Regions from separate parts of the Mus musculus genome. Here regions 1, 2, 3 and 5 are each linked to region 4. A link is a contact called in public capture Hi-C and promoter capture Hi-C data. All regions are on one chromosome and are shown on one strand. The core of a region is the stretch at or near the end of the contact, and the rest is flanking DNA. Distances in the headings are between cores, read along the strand shown.

What was found. Promoter capture Hi-C pulls out the DNA fragments that hold promoters and counts their contacts. Capture Hi-C pulls out chosen DNA fragments and counts their contacts.
Region 1: a contact with region 4 is called in a promoter capture Hi-C map of embryonic stem cells, with 4 times the contacts expected there. The contact joins the promoter of Smad3 here to the promoter of Cln6 in region 4. A contact is called at or near these places in 9 of 39 promoter capture datasets (the 3T3-L1 cell line, 3T3-L1-derived adipocytes, the C10 cell line and 6 more), 1 of 484 Hi-C or Micro-C datasets (embryonic stem cells), 10 of 115 datasets of contacts at active chromatin or transcription factors (T-cell acute lymphoblastic leukemia, cardiomyocytes, craniofacial prominence and 5 more) and 1 of 9 other capture datasets (embryonic stem cells).
Region 2: a contact with region 4 is called in a promoter capture Hi-C map of erythroid cells, with 36 times the contacts expected there. The contact joins the promoter of Glce here to the promoter of Cln6 in region 4. A contact is called at or near these places in 5 of 39 promoter capture datasets (the 3T3-L1 cell line, embryonic stem cells, erythroid cells and 2 more).
Region 3: a promoter capture Hi-C map of hippocampal neurons shows a contact between it and region 4, with 2.1 times the contacts expected there. The contact joins the promoter of Kif23 here to the promoter of Cln6 in region 4. A contact is called at or near these places in 1 of 39 promoter capture datasets (hippocampal neurons) and 1 of 115 datasets of contacts at active chromatin or transcription factors (astrocytes).
Region 5: a capture Hi-C map of macrophages shows a contact between it and region 4, with 4 times the contacts expected there. The contact joins the promoter of 2300009A05Rik here to the promoter of Cln6 in region 4. A contact is called at or near these places in 10 of 39 promoter capture datasets (the 3T3-L1 cell line, 3T3-L1-derived adipocytes, embryonic stem cells and 6 more), 1 of 484 Hi-C or Micro-C datasets (embryonic stem cells), 4 of 115 datasets of contacts at active chromatin or transcription factors (extraembryonic endoderm stem cells, kidney, large pre-B cells and 1 more) and 2 of 9 other capture datasets (adipose tissue and macrophages).

Annotation. Positions count from the first base shown.
Region 1 is chr9:63,756,619-63,759,318 of GRCm38.p6, reverse strand. It overlaps Smad3 (SMAD family member 3), which reads left to right and starts at 1,325. Exons shown (of 9, transcript NM_016769.4): 1 at 1,325-1,847. The coding sequence starts at 1,642.
Region 2 is chr9:62,121,198-62,123,897 of GRCm38.p6, reverse strand. Glce (glucuronyl C5-epimerase) reads left to right here and starts at 1,289. Exons shown (of 5, transcript NM_033320.5): 1 at 1,289-1,413. Mir5133 (microRNA 5133) reads left to right here and starts at 1,304; the gene lies at 1,304-1,380.
Region 3 is chr9:61,945,430-61,948,129 of GRCm38.p6, reverse strand. It overlaps Kif23 (kinesin family member 23), which reads left to right and starts at 1,331. Exons shown (of 23, transcript NM_024245.4): 1 at 1,331-1,518. The coding sequence starts at 1,508.
Region 4 is chr9:62,837,370-62,840,069 of GRCm38.p6, reverse strand. It overlaps Cln6 (ceroid-lipofuscinosis, neuronal 6), which reads right to left and starts at 1,285. Exons shown (of 7, transcript NM_001033175.3): 1 at 1,116-1,285. The coding sequence starts at 1,189.
Region 5 is chr9:63,397,859-63,400,579 of GRCm38.p6, reverse strand. It overlaps 2300009A05Rik (RIKEN cDNA 2300009A05 gene), which reads left to right and starts at 1,336. Exons shown (of 2, transcript NM_027090.1): 1 at 1,336-1,704. The coding sequence starts at 1,359. It overlaps Gm16759 (a long non-coding RNA gene), which reads right to left and starts at 1,263. Exons shown (of 5, transcript XR_003948339.1): 1 at 1,128-1,263.

The sequences.
Region 1 (2,700 bases), core at 76-2,575, 920 kb before region 4:
GAGCAGGGGGCCCCTGAAGCTTCAGGGCTGACTCTGTGGGACGAGCCACACTTCATAGGGCTTCGTAAAGCGCACCGGATCTTGGTTTGCAAATAACTTGTTTCTCACCACGGGAGAGAAATAGGTGTGTGTGTGTTCGCGCGTGCGCAAAACCAAGCACACTCTAAGCATCTGGGCTAGCCTGATAGGGAGGCTGAAACAGGATAAAGGAGCAGAGGGTCTAATGTAACGCCCCAAATCCGTGGAGGGACCGTGGGCAACCAGCCCTGAATTCGTCTAGTCTGCAGTAAAGCCCCTAGGGCTACTCAAAGTCAGGTTCTCTTGGCTTCCCACCTAGGCTAACTTTGAATAAACTTCTCGAGTCCTCTCCGGCTTGCTCTTTGTGTGTGCGAGTTCATTGCTTTGTAAACAAAAGCTCTCTTACTTGTTTGGTGTCGAATTTCGGAACTTCAGTAACACCCTGAAATGTTAATTCTCTCCCCTCCTCCAAAGAAAAATCCTAAAGCACCCCCATTCATTCCTTCAGGAACGCAACAGATGTCTTTGAGGCCCGTTTTCTGCAAAAAGCTTGGTTCACTGGGCCCAAGGGACCCCTGGCTCCAGCTATTGTTCAAGTTGTCACTGAGGTCTCTTAACTCCTTTTAAGTCTCCCTCTCCCCTTTTCCAACTCCCTCCTCCGCAGTCTCAGGCAGTCGGCCGTTCTGATCTCACCCAGCAGGAAAACAAAAACAAAACAAAAAACCACCTAAAGCAGCTCTGGCCACTGAGCGAGATCAGCGTGCCCCAACTTCCTGGGCCCGGAGCTTTTCTGAACCCCTCACCGCGCCCGAGTCCTCTCCGGAGTGCAGCCAGCCCTTGACGGACAGTGCCTGTTCCCTGTGAGTCTAATCCTCTCTAGTTCCTGCAACGGTATCTGAGAGTCTGTGGGGCGGCGAGTCCCCAGGAGTCCGGTCCCTCGGCACTTGGCAGAGCTGGCGGCCGCCCTACCCGGTGGCCCACGTGGGCGCGCTTGGCGGCGCTGGGCGGGGAAGGCCGCGGGTCCTCCCCGGAGCAGGGCGCGGGGGAGGAGCGGGGAGCCCCGGCAGCGAGGGGGCGGCGACTGCGCTGGGAAGGAGGCTGCACGCGGAGCTGCGTGAAACGTAGACTTGGGAGCGGGCGGGAGAGGAGCGGGTAGCGCGGCTGCTCGGCCCTGGCTGGCCCTGCAAGGCGGCGATCGCAGAGGAGGAGGAGGAGGAGGAGCAGCGCTGCAGAGGCGGAGGGATCTGCGCACCAAAGCCATCCAGGCCAGCAAAGTTTGGCTGGGGGTTGGACTTTCCTTCCCGGAGGCGGCACCCAAACAGCTACCCCGTGCGGAAACCCAAACTTTCTACTGCCACTTGGAGTCTCGCGGCCGCCGCCTCCGCCCCGCGCGTCCGGGGCCTGCCCGTCAGTCCGTCGGTCCGCGTGGAGCAGCTCGGGCGCCGCCGTGCTCCCGATCCCCGCAGCTGCAGCGCCGCAGTCCTGGCCCGGACGCCCGGGCAAGTTCTCCAGAGTTAAAAGCGAAGTTCGGGCGAGGCGCGGGCCGAGCTGCCTCTGAGCGCCCCCGGCGTCCCCAGTGCGCCCAGCCCCGCCGGGGGCGCCGGTGACCCTTCGGTGCCAGCCATGTCGTCCATCCTGCCCTTCACCCCCCCGATCGTGAAGCGCCTGCTGGGTTGGAAGAAGGGCGAGCAGAACGGGCAGGAGGAGAAGTGGTGCGAGAAGGCGGTCAAGAGCTTGGTGAAGAAGCTCAAGAAGACGGGGCAGTTGGACGAGCTGGAGAAGGCCATCACCACGCAGAACGTGAACACCAAGTGCATTACCATCCCCAGGTGGGGTCCCAGAGCGGCTGGGGGCGCACTGGCCCAGCCCCCTAGCGCGGCCCGGGTGGAGAGGGAGGGCGTGTGCGCGTGTGTGCGCGCGCCTGTAGGGGACGGGGAGTGGGTGGAGGGACCCCAAACAAAACCTTCGGATTTGCCTAGCCTCAGAGACCTGGCTTCCGTGCAGCATTTTGGCTTCTAGACCTCAAGGGTCGCCAGCTGCTTCCGGGCAGCAGGGGTGTTTCTGAGCTTGGCCCCCCAACTCTCGGGGCTTCGGGCTCCAAGTGGAGGCCCCGCTTTGTTCGGCTCTGCCGGCCGAGCCCCTCCTCCTCCGCCGCCTCCCGCCCCGCGCTCGTGGAGGTGGTGGCGTGTGTCCCTTTCTTTTCTTCAGCTCTGTTCCCCCACTTCTTTTCCTCGTCTACAGGAATGCAGTCGGTACAGCTGTGGGTGAGGAGCGGGAGCCCGTTGATTGACAGATTCCTTCTTCGCTCTTTCTTTGCTTTGGGATTAGCATTTTTACTGAGTATTTTTAGATTTGGTTGTGCCAGCCTCCCGCCCCCTGTGCACGCATGCACGCACGCACTTAGTTGGAGAGCAGAGCACCGACTTTGAAGCGGGAGAAACAAGTGGCAGAAAGTAGGGGCTTTCCCTCTTTCCACCCCACCCCTGCTGATTTGCGATCTTTTTAATCCAGAGTATGCGGGTGCCTAGAATGGAGCAGGCAGCTCCAGGCAGATAACAAAACACCCCAGGGCTGGCCTCCCATCGGCCCTGCATTCCTGTAGAGCCTATTTTCCCAAAGCGCTTTGCCATCTGTCCTGACCTCCTTTATCCTTCCCATCGGGCTAGAGGAGTCCGGCGGGAG
Region 2 (2,700 bases), core at 40-2,539, 720 kb after region 4:
ACTTTAATTTTCTCAAGACGTGGGATTCTCAGGACAGGGCAGCTCGAGTGGATAGAACCGGCAGGGTAGTTGTGTTCTGTTCAAATAACAGGGGATAATGAGTGTGTTCTGGGGATAAAGGGGCTAAAAAATTGATAATGGGGGTGGGGGTGGGGGTGGGGGAGCTGACTGAGTCTGGGCCTGGCTGAGGTCCAGTGCACAAGGGCAGGAGTTAACCTTGAGAAAGAGTAAGGCTACTTTTTGTGTTGGGCAAGGGAGACTAGGGGAAGATGAAGGAAAGCTACAGGGCAGGCATAATAATGAGTGAAGGGACTTAAATGTGAGGGGGGAATGGGAAAGGCTAGGAAAGCCCAGTTTCTGAAGCCAGTACAGATAAGCACCACAGTTTCCATTCCTTCCTTTTAGATTTATTGAATGCTCTATACCCTACCTGTGCTAAACATTACTGGGCCCTATGGTCTGTAAAGATACAAGTTCTCGGGTTTGTTAGGTTAGCACTCGTTTGAGATTTCGTTCTTCATCTTTGTGGAAGACTTTAAGTAGAACGCACAAATGAATTAGAAAGGTCCTTTGTTGGACCAGATAAACTGGGTTGGAGCTTAAAGCACCCGTGACGATATCATCGCCGTTTGAAATAAAAACGGAAGAGAGTCCGAAATGGGAGAAAGCTACACTAAAGGAGGAGACCGAAGTGAGTAAAGTGAGGCTGTAAGTCTTCAGGCTGGCAGATGGGACCTCCCTGTTCACTTCAGAGAGCAGTGAAAACGCACGGACAGCTCTTCGGTTTAAGCACTATTTAGTTCAGCTTCTCCGCTAAGTGTCTCTACGGCGGCCGAAGAGGACCAAACTTTGCCCAAACCACGTCATCTAAAGTACCTCTGCAACTGCCCAGGTAGCAAACTGACATCGGGTCAGCAACACCTTCGCCCGCAATTTATTGATGATAGGCGGGGAGAATTAGCTCTACTCTTTTGCAATTGGTCACAGGAGAATGCGAGTCCCGCCTTCTGCGCTGCCACCGTTGATTGGTTTTTTGGAACTGTCATTCGAGGACTCTCCGCCCCCTCATCATAGCTCCTCCCCTTAATATGGCCCCTCCTCTTGGTGACCCCGCCTTCTACACCGAATCTAACAGGCTGACGGAGCTGCCATTCGAAGAGCCTCCGTCCCGCCCTCTCCTCCCCGGCATGGCCTCGCCCCTTACCGTGGCTGGGATCTCGCGGGAAGAGCCGCGGGCACGGCGGCGGCTCGGCTCCCCAGTAGCGCGCCGAGCGGGCGGGCTCTCCTCACACGAGCGCTTCCTCGCCGAGAGGCTGGAGCTGCGGCAGCGCAGGCCTGGGCCGCCGTGTCTCTGCCGCTCGCTTCAGTTTTCCTCAGGGCTCTGGGGGCCGCTCGTCCGCCGACGCGCCTCAGGTGAGGGAGCTCGTCGTGTCGTGGCTGAGGGGCGGCCGTGGCAAGTGGGCTCGCGACGGGGGCGGCTCCCGGGGATGCGCGGCGTTCCGAGTGCGGGGATCTTGGGTGACGCGGCGGGGGCTGGGGTCTCGGGGCTTCTTTGGCTTTGGAGTGGGGGTGGGTGGCTGCCCAGGCGGTCCCGGGTCTCTAGGGTCGCGGGAGCGCGTCCTGTGTCCTGCCTGAGAGCCCGGGTGCTGGCATAGCGCGGTTCTGGGACTTGGAGACCATTTCTGGCGATCCCGTGCAGTTGAGGGGCTTGGGATACAGTTTAGCCTTGTCCGGAGGGCACGGGGAGACCTATGAGCGGAGAGGGGTCCGCTTGGCATTCCTGGGGTAAAGCAGGAGGATGTCAGGGTTCCAGAGACTTGGGTTTGTTTAAGGTCGCCATGGGGTGATAAGACGATGCCCGTGTCCCTCCCGGGAAGGAACGGACTGGGTGGGTGTGGGTGGGGGCGGGAAGCGTGCATGGGGAGACCAACATTTGTATTGGGGTTTCTGCTTCGCCCAGAGGGGGGCGGTAACTGTGCGTGATGGTCCCCATTCTTTTTCGGGGCGACAAGGAGGGTGATTTTGCCGTGTGGGCGCGGCTCAGCGGTCTCTGGGTCTCCAGGGGTGCCAGACCCGGTTTCAGGAGCCACCCCATGGCACTGCTTGTGGCTTTCGGTATCTGACGGTCTCGATCTGGTCTCTCTCTCTTTCTCGATGAGATTTAACTCAGTGCTTCTTCGTTGGACGCTTGATCGGGGCAGTTGCCTAGTTGGAGACACAGTGGGCTTGTTCTGCAGTTTTCTTTTCTTTGCCCCAGGATACCTTTGGGGACGCGCTGGTGTCGCCGGAGCTCTGATCTCCGGAGGAGAGGAGAGGAGCGATACCAGACTTGAGCATGTTGTCTGGAATACCTGACTGTTGAGTGAGGGTTTAGATCTGAGGGTAGGGCGGCTGTGCGATTTGGGCTTTCTGTTTTAGGTAGTGTTTGATGGTCTTGCATGGTTAAATCTGTCCTGAATTTGCCTGGGTGTTAGGTAGTGCCAAGAAGCATCCTTTCTAAAGGTTTTGTGGAAGAGGGGTAATTAAAAACAAAAGTGTAGCATATTATGTATGTATGTCTCAAGTCCAGATTTCTACAAAAGCGTCATTGGCAACCTGTTAATGATGCCCTATTGAGCTTCTTTAGAGAATTCTGGTACATCAGTTTTTACCGTGGTTTGAATCTTACAGAGTTCTTGAAGACTCTGCCAGACTTAGGTG
Region 3 (2,700 bases), core at 82-2,581, 890 kb after region 4:
GGTGATGCTGAAATCAACGGTGCAGTGAGGGGCGGCAGGGGCTCTGGGATCCAGAGAAGGTGAGGCATTCTCCGAGGAAAGGAAGGCTGAGAGACAGCAGAGAGACTCGAGTGTGGGGGCAGAAACGTTCCACGCATGAGCGTTGGGCTTGGGACAGGTGAGAGGTGACGCAACTGAACAGGAAGACTAGCCTCAGGGCCCCACTGAGGGTCTCAAGCAAAGGGCGATGACCCACCCTAGGGCTCTCCCAGACCTGTGACTTATAGGTGAGAGTGCAGTCAAATGGATCGGTTTTGGAAAGTGATGGTGGCAAAGCCTGGTAGCTTTCTATCTGCTTCTGGAAATTTATCCATGGATGCATTTTCAGGTTTATTCATCGAAGCAGTTTGCAACAGTAAATATTGGAAAGACTAATGTCCAGTAATATGGACATTAACTATGGATATTAAACTGGCTATCCTTATCAGTGCTGGCCCTAAAGGAAGTTCTAAGTGGAGCTTGAGTCACAGAACGCAGGTGTGGCTACATCCCTGGGGAATCGTCAGCATGGGGGCTGGGATTAAATGAGAAAGAATCAACTTGTAGAAGGCAAAGGGTAAACGGTGGTTGCACAAGGGCAGTGGGTAGATTTTATGCATCTCTGTATATCCAGGAAACATCAAAATCAAGAATTTGAAGGTTAAGGATGTGTGGCTTAGTGGTATCACCTTTGCCTAACATTGTGAGGCTCTAGGTTTGATCACTAGCACCATGAAACACACACACACACACACACACACACACACACACACACACACACAGAGAGAGAGAGAGAGAGAGAGAGAGAGAGAGAGAGAGAACTGGAGAATCCAGAGAAAGGAACTTACAACAGGTTGTCTGCCAAGTTGGTATAGTCTTCAAGATCATTCTGGGGTCCTCACTGTAAGTGTGAGGCCAGCCTGGGATACAAGATACTCTCGTCTCAAAATAAATATCAAAAGTAAGATAAAATGTAAACGTAGAACTAAAAGTAAAGGTAAAAATAAAATATAAATACAATAAAATGAATAAGATGATGTGGTAGCCAGCGGCCAGCCTGAAATTAGAACATGCCCGACCAAGGCTTTACTTCCTTAGAGGTTCTCAGGACAAAGACTGGGAGATCTCAGCTTCTGCGTCAGAACGGAAGGGCGGAAGGGCCGGGATTTCCCCTCTCAGGTTTTTCTCCAGCGCTGCCCTCCTCAGCCTCCGGCTGGCGCCCTTGGGTTGCCAAGGAGACGAGCGCCCCTGCTGGCCGTGCCAGCGCTCCCCGAGGCCCCGCCCCTTCGCCGCAGGCGGCCGCTGATTGGCCTGTTTGAAATGCGCCGGGCGGGCGCACACTTGGGCTTGCAGCGTCGCCGCCGGGCTCTCCTCAGATTGAGTCCTGGTCCCCGCGGCCGTGGTTTGCTCGGCTTAGTTCCCGCCAGCCTTGCTCCTGTCGGAGCCCGACGTCCCGCGCGCGCGTCAGGATAGCACGGAGCCTGCGGTCATGAAGTCAGCGTGAGTACTGGTGGGAGGACTGCGTGGGGGTCGCCGCCCTCCTCACGCTGAGACTGGGGACTGCCCGGGAGCTGAGTCCGTAGTACAGTGTAGGCCGAAGCTCCGCACTGCAGAGTTCTGGTGGCTGGCGACCCTGGTGTGCCGGCGCCCTCCCAGTCCTCTGAGCCCGCGAAGGCTGCCTCCGAATCCGGGGCTGTCTGCCACCACCTCCTCGGGTTGCCATCCTTTGGGCTGCCCATCCCTCCCCAGCTTCCTTCCTCCCCGCCCGCTGCGCAGGTGGCAGGTCTGGGGACCCCGGGCGGCGCGCAGCCGGGGTGCGCGCTGGCACTTTGGGGGAGTTGAGCCTCCACAGCTCCGTCGGCATCCCTTCCCTAGTTCTAGCCTTGAGGTCAGGGTCCTTCTGCAGCTCCGCCACCTTGCGCTATCTTTGTCCCCAGGCCATCCCACACGCCTACTCTATCTCCCACGCCCACATTCCTCAGTATTCCTAGACTCTTCAGGAGAGCCACATCCTGGTTACACTTTTACTGCGAAGGAGGGCTGGCTTTAGAAATCGTTACTTTCACACGCACACACACGAAAAAAAAAAAAAACGGAACTTTTTAAAATGAGGAAACGTCAGTCTTTATATTTACTTAAGGATACCTACCCTAGTATATCGCTGGACTCTGGTTTGCTTCTAGTTTACGTGTGACTCTATTGAGAAAAGTACTTTAATAATCTACAGTCTAAACGAGTCTTTTGGTTTAATTTGTGTTAAATATTCTTGTAGCCTATAAACGAGAAAGGAAAAAAAAGTTAAATGATAGAGAATGTTGAAATAAAATAATTTTTTATATTGTTTACTTAAAATAGCAAGACATTTCAGCATTGTGAATAATCTAATCTTCCTACATAGCATGAGCAAATCTCTGAATTTGCACTCCAACACTTAAAAAAAATACAAACAAAAGTTCCACTGAGTACTAATGGTATCAAAAGTGTATTTTCCCAATTGAAATTTTAATGAGTTAAATTACATATACCACATTTCTCGAGTACAGTTTATTGTTTATATACATGTTATTTGCTGTGCGGTATTTGAGATTGCTGGGAAATGATTTTTTTAAGCCTTAGGAAGTTCATTGTTAGAATTTGTGATGTCTTCTATGTTAGTGTTGAATTTATGGCTTTTTTTTCTCT
Region 4 (2,700 bases), core at 36-2,535:
AGGCAGCACAGCACATGCTCAGAGAATTGCTCCCCAGTCGGAACTATGAAAAGGCTGCCCTCAACCCAGTCTCCCAGAACTTCCCCCACCATTCCAAACAGTGCCAGGGACTTCCTAAAATTCACCTGGTGCACATGAGTGCTCAAATCTCTCCACGGCTCTTTGGTACCTGTGGCATATGGAATATACATTTTTACCAGGTCACTCAGGTGAGGAAGGTAAGGGGTCTTTCCTGCTCAAAGTGAACAGCCTCCCCACCCAGAGTAGGTGCCTCCTCCAACTTCAGACTCTAGGGCCTTCTCGGCCAACTCTGGGACATTCAGGGCACTTTAAAGTTGGTCCAGCCCCTGTCGTTGATTTTCTCTTACACGTGTGACATGTCCAACACTAGTATGTATAGTCCTTGTGTTTCCTCACATCCTTCCACTGTCTACCATGTCCAGTTTCTGTGGCCTGGGAAGAACCACGACTTCCTGCATGCTATGCAGTCACTACCAACTGGATTACATCCCCCTAGAAACCTGCCTCTGCCTCCTGAGTGATGGGGTTAAAAGCATTGCCACCATGCCCGGCAGTAAGTGTCTGTCCTCTGCAGAGTCTTGTACTGTTCAACTCCAGAAAGCCCTCCAGAATTAGCTGTCACCTGCTTTGGCTCAGACTTTCCTGTTTGCCATCTGGCACAACGCTAGGCACATGACAGGTGTTTAATCAATACATGTGACAGGCGGGAATGCTTTGGTCAGTGGAGCGGATGGAGGCAGACTGGAGGAAAAGATGAAAGGGCGGGTTTTGCGCCTCTGGCTCTGCCCTGTCGAGCCAGATAAACCCCAAACATCTCCCCTCTGAGGGAAGGGGTCTCTCATTCAGGATGGGAGAGTCACGCTGTCCCCGGTTAACGGCCCACTTTCCCTGGGCCCTGAGCCACCGGATTCAGAGCAGAGTCACAGTCTTGCCCAGAGCAGGAGGTTCCTAAAAACTTGGAAGTGGCACAGGGACTCAGCCAGGCTGGCCGGGGTGGCCCCCGAGTAGCCTATCCCTGCGGTTTCCTTAACCCTGGCGAGGTCTCTCAAACTCTGGGGCCCCTCGCGGCCTCCCTGTCCCCGCTCCGCGCGCACCTGGCCTGCACGAACGCGACACCGGGGCCGCCCGCCGCTCCGAGGAGCTGCCGCCTCCGCGTCGCCGCCTCCATGGCCGCCACGCTCGGCCTCGCCTTCCGGGAGGAGAGACGGCTGCGCGGGCCGCGCGGAGCCTCGGCGCCCAACGCGGGGAAGGCTGGGCGGGAGAGAGGGAAGCGAGCGCGGGGCCCCAGGGCGGGCGGGAGGGGAGGGGAGGAGCTGGAGGCTGGAGGGGAGGAGGGAGGAGAGAAGCTGGAGGAAAGAGCAGGGGGAGAACTGGTGAAGGGAGGAGGATAGGGAGGGGCTTGGGGCAAGACCGGAGAGGAGGATGGAGTGTGGGGAGGAGGGAGGAGGAATGAGAGAGCGGAGGTGGAGGGAGACAGCTGGAGGGCGTGTTTTGTTTGAGAAGGAGGGGCCTAACTTATGTCCCAGAGGTCTTGGGTCTTAGTTGAATCTGCACTCCAGTGGGGAAGCCTGGCGTCTTGTTTGTTTGTTTGTTTGCTTGCTTTTGTTTTTTTCCTGGGTTCTCTGCATTTCTGCAGGAAGGAAGCCTTGCCTAGCCGGGCTTGAGGGTACTGGACGAAGGTGAACCGGGGACCTGGAATGACCAAGCTGTGAGGTCATCAGAAGACCCGGGGTCTTTGAGCCCTCCTTCCTCAGATTAAAGACTGCTCGATAAACTATCCACTGTGCTTTGATAGGTGAAGAGAATAGTGAATTCTCTCCTAGTTGGAGGACAACGAGGTGGTCCAGAATCCAGTCCTGGCGTTGGGGAAAGACACACACCCCTTCCTCATTCAATTGTGTTAAGAACCTCGTAAGTTCTGTGCAGGAACCTATGAGCCCTGTTCAGAAGCGCTTCTGTTCGTAGCTTCTGGTAATGGTGGAGGAAGTTCTGAGGGTTGTGTAGCCATAGAGGCAGTAAGGCCAAACAGGCATCACAGGAAGGATAGCTGACAGAGAAGTATGAACTGGAGACAGGAAAGAGCTCCAGGCAGAGGGAACGGCCAGAATTCCCCACACACCCACCCCTCCTCCTCCCACACCCTGTCCAGAGACTAGCTGGTATGGAGGAGTGGAAAGTTGTGTGAGAACCACGCTGCTCAGGGGAGTGAGAGACTGGCTGAGATGGGGGAGAGAGGGGTTTAGATTGGAGCCCCCAATCCCTGAGAACCTCAGGAAGGGCCCTGGCAAGAGACTGGCATATGTGTGCATTTCAGGCACAGCCCAGAGGCAGAACCAGAGATGGAGGAGGTGCAGCCTGTCGGGTACCAAGTTCTAATGAGGGTCCTGGACTGTATCAGTAAAGGGGGGTTGGGGGTGAGACATGCCCAGTGGTGTGGGAGCTATCTTCTTCGGATGCATGGCTGTAAGGGGAGAGGAGTTTAGATGTGACCAGGCGCTGCATCTAAGTGGGTGGAGCAAGCACAGGTAAATGAGACGTCATCTTTGGACCCACGAAGCTTTGGTTGGGTCAGGATGCTGTTGGACCCATGGGTGTGAAGCTCAGACGCCATGTCGGTCGGTAGGAGCCTGGCAGATAGATTGAGCCGCAGGAACATAGATGGCATCCAGAACCCAAGGA
Region 5 (2,721 bases), core at 87-2,586, 560 kb before region 4:
CTTCAATAGTCCTCCTAGCTATTCTGCATATCAAATATATCATGACTTCACCTAATCTTTCTTTAAAAATCGATATCTAATAGAGAATCTTATAAAGTTCAAACTATTTGCATGACTGCAAAACCCCCCTAAATATTTAACATATTTGTGGAATGAACTCAATGTTGACTAACCCAAAACTGGTGACTATAAAAACAAAAATGTTGCTGGAGAGATGGCTCAGTGGTTAAGAGCATTGGCTGCCCTTCCAGAGGACCTGAGTTCAATTCCCAGCTACCACATGGTGACTCACAACCATCTGTAATGGGATCTGATTTCCTCTTCTGGTGTGCATGAAAATGGAGCACTTGTATACACAAAATAAACAAATCTTCTTTAAACATCACACTATTCTACATCCTTCTTGAATTTTCAGCAAATAATTGTTATATAGTTCCAACACAGAGAATTACTTCATTTGCATATGGTACTTTCCAGAAACCTCATCCTATTTACTCATTCTCCCCACAAAAATTGAGGACATATAAGAGTAATGATACTTTAGACATGAGGTTGTATGCTAGCAGAAAGTCTGAGAAATGCTTCCCTTACACTTTCATGGGTAACTGAGATTGTTAAAGGTTGGTGACTGCCAATTCCGGTCCTAGTATTTACTGTGTTCTCAGGAGGGAAGTTTTTCTGAGCTTTAGGGCACTAAATGAGAAAACATAGGACTGCTTTTCGGGTTTTGGGGGTGGTGGTGCGGGGACAGGGAGGCAGTTGAGACTTGCTCTTCTATGTAGCCCAGGCTGGCCTCCACCTCCCCATCCTCACATCTCAGCCTTTTCAGGGCTGTGATTCCAGGCAAGCGCCACATCTGGCTTGGGACCCTATCTTGCACTATCTAGGTAGGATTCAGTCTGGACAGTGAACACGACTGTGAGGACATCTGCACATACGTGCAGTCTGAGGTCACCAAGCGTCCAGCCCGGGCAAAGGCCAGGCCTTGGTGTCAGCTCACTTTCCTGTGCACACCTCAAGCACCTCAGCATCCCTGAGGATTTCCCTGGAGCCCAGCGCCTGACAGCCAGACCGGGTTTGTCGCTGTGGAGGATTGTTTTAACATTGTCTCCCTGCTCCGAGGTTACCTGAGGCCAGAGGTGACAATTTTCCTGATCTGCGCAGTCGCTCCGCCCTCCCGTCCCGTCCTGTGCGCACGCGCCGCACCTCAAGGCGCTCTCACCCGCGCGCTGCCCGCTGGGTGTCCCCCGCCCTGGCCTAGGGTGGTGAGGGGAACACGCATGCGCACACTCGCCTGACCCCGCCCCCAGAGGCCCGGCCCCAGGGGCCCAGGGCCGGCTCCCCGGCGTGCCCCGGCCATGGAGGCCCTGCGGAGGGCCCACGAGGCTACGCTGCGGCTGCTGCTGTGCCGGCCCTGGGCCTCGGGCGCCGCCTCCCGCCCGAAGCCCCGCGCCTCGGAGGTGCTGACGCAGCACCTGCTGCAGCGGCGGCTGCCGCACTGGACTTCCTTCTGCGTGCCCTACAGTGCGGTCCACAACGACCAGTTCGGCCTGTCGCACTTCAATTGGCCGGTGCTGGGCGCCAACTACCACGTCCTGCGCACCGGCTGCTTCCCCTTCATCAAGTACCACTGCTCCAAGGCGCCCTGGCAGGACCTGGCCCCGCAGGACCGCTTCTTCACCGCGCTCAAGGTCATCAACCTGGGTGAGTGGCGGCGCCCTCGTCTGACCCAGGCACTCCTCCATCCCAGGGCGGCCGCTGGCCCACAAGCACGCTGCTCGCTCTCCAGGGCCGGCCCTTCGCATCCCCGGTGGGCTGCTTGCAGCACCCCTGAGGTCGTGCCCTGCCACTGTCCACCCGGGAGAACCCTGCCCAGGGCAGCGAGGAGTGAGTCCCGACAGTGGCTCCGAAGTTGCTTAGCAAGAGTCATTCCCGCGCTCATCACCAAGAGCCTTTGGAGGACAAAAAACTGGACGGACTTTTAAAGTTTCTTTGTCTTTCTGTGAAATCTCAGCAATTGTGTTTTGCTAAAAGCAGTAGGTTCTCTCCAGACATCATATTTTCTCAGGTGCTAGACTTAAAAGATGCTGTCTTTTAAGATCCTTTAGTATCTATATTCCTGAAGATAATCTAATTCTGACGGTCCTCCTGCTAGATGTGTGTGTTCTGTGGTCTAATGGCAGAAGAGTCAATATCACGGATTGTAGATGTGACAGCATTTTATAGATTAGGGAAAAATTCAAGTCCTCAAGATGTTTCGGACCTATTAATAGCTGCTAAAAAAAATATTAACTTAGATGTCAGTCACTCAAACTCTATACAAGGAAGCAGAACCAGTATAATCCAAATAGTTTTTTTTTAAATATTGCTGTCTAGGGATTTATTAACTTTTTTATTAGATTATTTTCTTTATTTACATTTCAAATGTTATCCCCTTTCCTAGTTTCCCCTCCGAAAATCCCCTATCCCCTTCACCCTCCCCCTCCAAATAGTTTTTTTTTTTTTTTCAATCCAAAATTAACACTAAACTCTGTGTAGCCGTACTAGTGTTACATATAGTCTGGTAGTTCATTCAATTTAATAAAGCATGGGCATTTCTGCTTATAATAACTCAAATAGCACTTACGGGATTTTTGAGCCATTGTCCCCCTGGAAAATCCAGGAAGGAGATTATACACCAATGTGTCTCATAACTTGTTTGATCCACTCTATACAGTGTAT